Regions from separate parts of the Mus musculus genome. Here region 2 is linked to region 1. Evidence: chromatin contacts called from public promoter capture Hi-C data. All regions are on one chromosome and are shown on one strand. The core of a region is the stretch at or near the end of the contact, and the rest is flanking DNA. Distances in the headings are between cores, read along the strand shown. Region 1 holds the start of Lsm5 (LSM5 homolog, U6 small nuclear RNA and mRNA degradation associated). Region 2 holds the start of M6pr (mannose-6-phosphate receptor, cation dependent).

Region 1 (2,700 bases), core at 129-2,628:
GTCATCAAATCCTAGAAGTGTCCCGACAATTTCTTTATCACTCTTCATCACAATGTGAATTCTTGACCCTATACATTTGTCCACAAGCTCTGTGGAAGGAAAAGGGTAATTTTACCTACTTATTAGATCGACCAACATTTGAATGCCTACTTCACTTATTATTTTTTATCATTAAAGATAAGCAAAAACATTCAGTTTTTTGCTATTTATTTATTTATTTACTTACTTTTATTAATCATTCCATCTGTTTACATCTCAAATGATATTCCCCCTTCCTGGTTACCCCTCCACAACACCCCTCCCATATCTACCTTCTCCCCACTCCCCAATTGCTTCTATGAGGGTGCTCCCCCACCCACCCACCCACTCCAGCATTCTCCTTATGCTGTGGCATCAAACTCCACAGGATCAAGAGCCTCCCCTCCCAATGATGTCAAAAAAGGCCATACTCTCCTACATATGTATCTGGAACCATTCGGTAATTTTACATCTTACACAAATCTCTGTTTAATCGTTAGCACAAATGTTTGCCTTAGCTTTCACTTAACTCTTTATTTGCAATTAATAGGACTGTGATTTTTATTTAGATTATTTGATTAATGTATGAAAACACACACCATGAGGTGGGTGGAGACCATAACTGTTTTTCTTCATCAGTGTTTGTACCGATAAACAATATCTAACACTGCAAAAACTTTCAATCACAGACACATTCACTAAGCTCACCAGCCCCAAAACATGACAAGGGAGAAGCATTATTACAGACACCGGCTTTCCCGTCACTCCTTCTCTCACTTAACCTTAACTCTCTGTGCTCCTGGGCCAACCTGTTCATCTCAGCATCTTAGAATTGCTCAGCACGATGCGTGCCGGTGTGCGATCTTGAAAGCAATGGCTGTAATTCAAGTTCATTATTCAACAGTTCTCTGGCACTGCGCGGGAATTGCTTGTTGAATTAATGAACGACGGGGCTAGTTTCCAGATTTCTATTGTAAGATTCATTGTATGCCGTGGCGCACTCCTTACCCAAGCCAATACAGGGTCTACCTGATCTGGAGACCAAGAAGGCCAAGCTGAGAACTGGGACTGCGCGACTCATGACATCTTACTGGCGAGCTCAAAAAGGCCGAGCACGTCCTTCACTAAGTGGGACCCTCACCGACCACCGACAGGCAAAACGGTCTGTCTGTCTGCCCAGTGACGCCAAGGACCGGACAGCCGGGCCCGGAGGGGCGGTGGCCCAGCCTCGGCCCCCAGCGTGGAATTGCAGCAACCCGACCGCTCCCCAAACAAGACTTTTACCTAGTGGCAGGAGTTGGGACGGGTTCGTGGTCGCGTTAGCCGCCATGGCCACGCCGGAAGTGGCTAAGGACACCGGCGCAGACTTTAAAATTGCGCGCTTCCGCCCTTTTCCACAGCTGGTTCAGACAAGACTAATCCAAAGCCGATCTTGAGATCCAGAGGATCCCAATGGATCGCAGACAGATTCGATAGAGAGGTTCGGATCTCTATCCCTGCCACCAACCCAACAGGCACCTATGGTACCCCCAAGTTTTGCTAAACTTCAGAGATAATTTGCCGCCGGAAGACCAGCATACGAGATCTCTGAGTCGGTTAATTTTCCTCTAGAAGGTTGCATTTCAAGCCTGTATCTTTCTTCAGAGCAATAAAATCAATTTATATTTCCTACTATAAACTCGTTCTGCATGCTCCTCAACAACTACTCATTTTTTTTTTTTTAAGGAATCTGGTACTTTTAAGGCCAGAGGACTGAAAGTCTATAAAGCAGCATTTTTCACAAGCTTTTTTTTTTTTAGAAAAAACAAACAAACAAACAAACAAACAAAAAACTTCTACTATTATTTAATTTCTTCTTGTCGTTTCTAGGTGTCTGGTTTATTACAGGCATTAAAGTCACTATCAGTTTTCAATTTGCAGGCAACCGTAAGATGTCACTCTGTATGTTGACTCCATCATGTTTGGAAACCTTGCTATCACACTTCTGCATTGGAAAAGATTAAAAAGCCCCCTTTTAACGTGGAGTGGCCAGTAAACCCAACACTTGAGAGACAAAAGGAGGCATCTGTTGCAGGCATGGCCCTCTTAGACCCCGACACAAAATAAGAAATTAAAACTAACAAGGGCTAGCTGGTAGCTTGGCTATAGGGTACTTTCCTAGCATTCATGAGGCCCGGAGTTTGGGCCCTAGTGTTTTTTGTTTGTTCGTTTACGTGCTTGTTTTGTTGTTGTTGTTGTTGTTGTTGTTGTTGTTAAAGCAGATAAATACTTTGCCTTTGTCCATCTCATGTGACAGACTTAAAACCAAACAGCCTAAATATGAGAGATGAGCACCCTTCATTCCTCCATTGAAAAAACATATCAGTGGAATATTGTTTGACTAGCAGCTTGCTGGATACATAAAACAATGTTCAGAAAAGTCTTCAACCAAGAGAGTGGGAAGGAGGACAAATAGTACATTTCATGTGCACAGCACTATGGGATTTAATATGGAAAGCAATGAAAACTCAGCTCCATTCTCAATTCCAAGCCAGTGGTGGCTTTTTTTCCTCCACGCCCAATCTATAAGTCTTACAGATCTACTAGGTCCCAAGGCAATTACAAACACACTTGACAGCCATCCTTTTGAGGTAAGAGTCAGGATTAAGTTCCTTGTGCTTAAAACAAGTTAAAACACTGTCC
Region 2 (2,700 bases), core at 99-2,598, about 66 Mb after region 1:
TATCATAGCCAGCTGTTGTGGACAATCTGAAGCAGCCCCAAATCCCACACCTGGGATCAAAATGGAAATATGTTCTTAAAATTGTTTTCTGTGTTAAAGAAGCCAAAATTCCAAAATTCTCACTACAGACCATCACAGAAAACCATGACAGGACACGGTGCAGAGATCAGCAGGTGGTGAGGGGCCTAGCCACAGTGGCTACCTCTACATCACAGCTCCTGCATCTATGACTCAGGACACATAAAAAAAGAGGGGGGCTGGAAAAACCGTAAGAGCTGCAATACCAGGATGTCTGGTGTGAAACAGTCTCATAGAAATGGTGGCAAAAACAAGATCTAAACAATGGCGATATCAATATGCTAACAGAGAAGTGAGGCTATGCCATACAAAGTGATCATCCTTGAAATCATGTACATACAAACATAAACAGATTCAGCAGGTTGTAGTGTATCTATGCAAATATTTGTAACTATAACAATTAAAGAAGATGAGACCATCAGTCTGAGTGGGGGACATGGGGAGAGCTGGGTGAAGGGGCCTTCGAAAGAAATGGAAGAAGGAAAAAGTCAGAAGAAGGGGAAGTAATTATACTTTAATTAAAATGTATTAAAACTTTTAAGTTAACTTTTTTAAAAAGTATAGGACACTACGGTGTTAGCAGTTTAAGCACAGTTCTACCTCTGACATGAATCCCTATCTAAGCAGAGTGAGGGAGGTGCATGCAAAAGCACGTGAGAGTAAAAGGGGCATGAGCAGCTAAAGCCAAAAGAAACTTCAGAGGAAGAAATGAGTAACCTGGAGAGCGAATCCAGGAAGCCGCAATTGTTTCAAACCAAGCTCTAAGAACAACTAGGGCTTGAGAAGTGGATAATAAATCCAAGGAGTCTTCAAATGACCTTACCAAAGGCACAAAGACACGGGTCCCCCCAAACTGAAGTACAGGCTAGAGGGCCGGCACACATAGGGCAGGCGCCTTTGATATATGCCTTTGACAGTATGCTTATCTAGCAAGATGCCACAATAGGAAAATTCATTGCCCAGGTAACAGTAACAATAGTTATGTCCCGAAAGAATTAGAAAATTCTGAACAAAGAAAATCAAGACAGGCAGGACCTATAACATTCCACTGTCTGGGTAGCAGAGTCAACTGCAAACCAGAAGCGAGCCCAGCCGACTGATGGCTAAACAGCGCCTCACAGAGGCCACCAAGGTAGCAGAAGAGTCCTAGAAACTACAACTCCCAGAGAGCTTCGGGCGAGGGAACTACAACTCCCAGCAAGCCCAAGGAGCGACACTCTTTGTAGTTCCACAGATCGCCCTCACGTACTGTCTTCAGACCTATTGGGACACCTGGCGCATGACCCCGCGTGGATGAGGAGCGCCCGCCCAGAGTCCCTGGAGGCGGAGCTCGAACCTCATTGGTAGAAAGGCGACCCGAAAAGAAGAAACTGATCTTGACAATCTCCGAGTGATTGGAGTTGATGGGACCGGGGAACAGCGAACTAGGCTGCTGACCAATCAGCGTCCAAAAGAGAGACCAGGGAACCAAGGTTCTGCGGTCACACGCCGCGGAGTCTAGTGGGAGGAGCAGTTGCTCAGCAGGCTCTCGCTGCTTCCTGTTTCCGGCTTCTGGAGCGGGGCGCATTGAGGCGCCTAGGGAAGCGCTGGCTTCAGAGAGGAATCGAGGGACTGGGGTCTGCGCCCCCGCACCCCTGATCTCCGGACGCGTCTTCCAACCTCAGAGACACATTCTTGGGGGCTTCTGAGCCGCGGTTGCTCTGTTTTCCCGTGACACGTGAGTGTTGGGGGCGTGGAGGAAGCGGGCTGGGGTCCTCGCACACCTCTGTACTGAAGGAGGTGCGGACCAGGACTCTCGCTTGGCCGTGGTTCTGGCTGGAGATCCTGCTAGGGAGCCCTAGGGAGGACTTGAGGCAAAAGGCATGAGAACGGAGAACGCCAGACTTCTAGGAGTGAGGAAGAGGAGTTCCAAGATCAGAGAGGGATTTGAGATGTTTTGAAGGTTGGAAAAGGAAAGTGCTCATGTGTGAAGTGTTAACTGGATTCTTGTAGAGAGAATTTTGACCTGTATCGTGGGAGTAAAGTGGCGTCATGGCGTCATTTGGGGGTAAGGTATGACTTTGAGTAGATAGAAGGCGAGAATTTCCAGACTCCTGGAAGAAGTTCGAGGAAGGTCTGTTAGCATGGTGTGGAAAAGAGTGACAAGAGTGTCTTGTGTTTCTGTGGAGACTTTGAAGCACAGAACTACCTCCTTGGGGCACTTTAAACATTGGGCCTTTCTGCCAGTTGAGACTGATCTTAAACGTGTTGGCTGCAATGAACCAGGAGGAAGAAAATAAAGCCCTCCATTAGAAAATGGAAAACGGCCATGAGTGGAAAAATGCGTGCAGGGCTGAATGAGGTCAGCAGTTTCCCAACCCCTAACTTAGTCACTCGGCGTCCTATAGAGAATGTTTCAGCATTGCCACTAGATCTGTCTCTATAGAATAAGAAAGGGGAATTCTCAAGAGCCTAAGATCCTGTTTTACAGCGTCTGAGAGTTATAAGTGCTTGCACTCTGGGGATCTCTTTGGACCATGCTAAATAGGAACTGCCCAGCTTTCAGTTTTATCCTGCTCTCTATTTGGGCCTGTATTTATCAGAAGTTTGACCACAAATGCCTTCATGGCATTAAGTCATCCA

Evidence for each region. Promoter capture Hi-C pulls out the DNA fragments that hold promoters and counts their contacts.
Region 2: a promoter capture Hi-C map of second pharyngeal arch cranial neural crest shows a contact between it and region 1. The contact joins the promoter of M6pr here to the promoter of Lsm5 in region 1. A contact is called at or near these places in 3 of 39 promoter capture datasets (cranial neural crest, pre-B cells and second pharyngeal arch cranial neural crest).

Annotation. Positions count from the first base shown.
Region 1 is chr6:56,703,321-56,706,020 of GRCm38.p6, forward strand. It overlaps Lsm5 (LSM5 homolog, U6 small nuclear RNA and mRNA degradation associated), which reads right to left and starts at 1,379. Exons shown (of 5, transcript NM_025520.3): 1 at 1,303-1,379; 2 at 1-89. The coding sequence starts at 1,348.
Region 2 is chr6:122,307,372-122,310,071 of GRCm38.p6, forward strand. It overlaps M6pr (mannose-6-phosphate receptor, cation dependent), which reads left to right and starts at 1,349. Exons shown (of 7, transcript NM_010749.7): 1 at 1,349-1,795.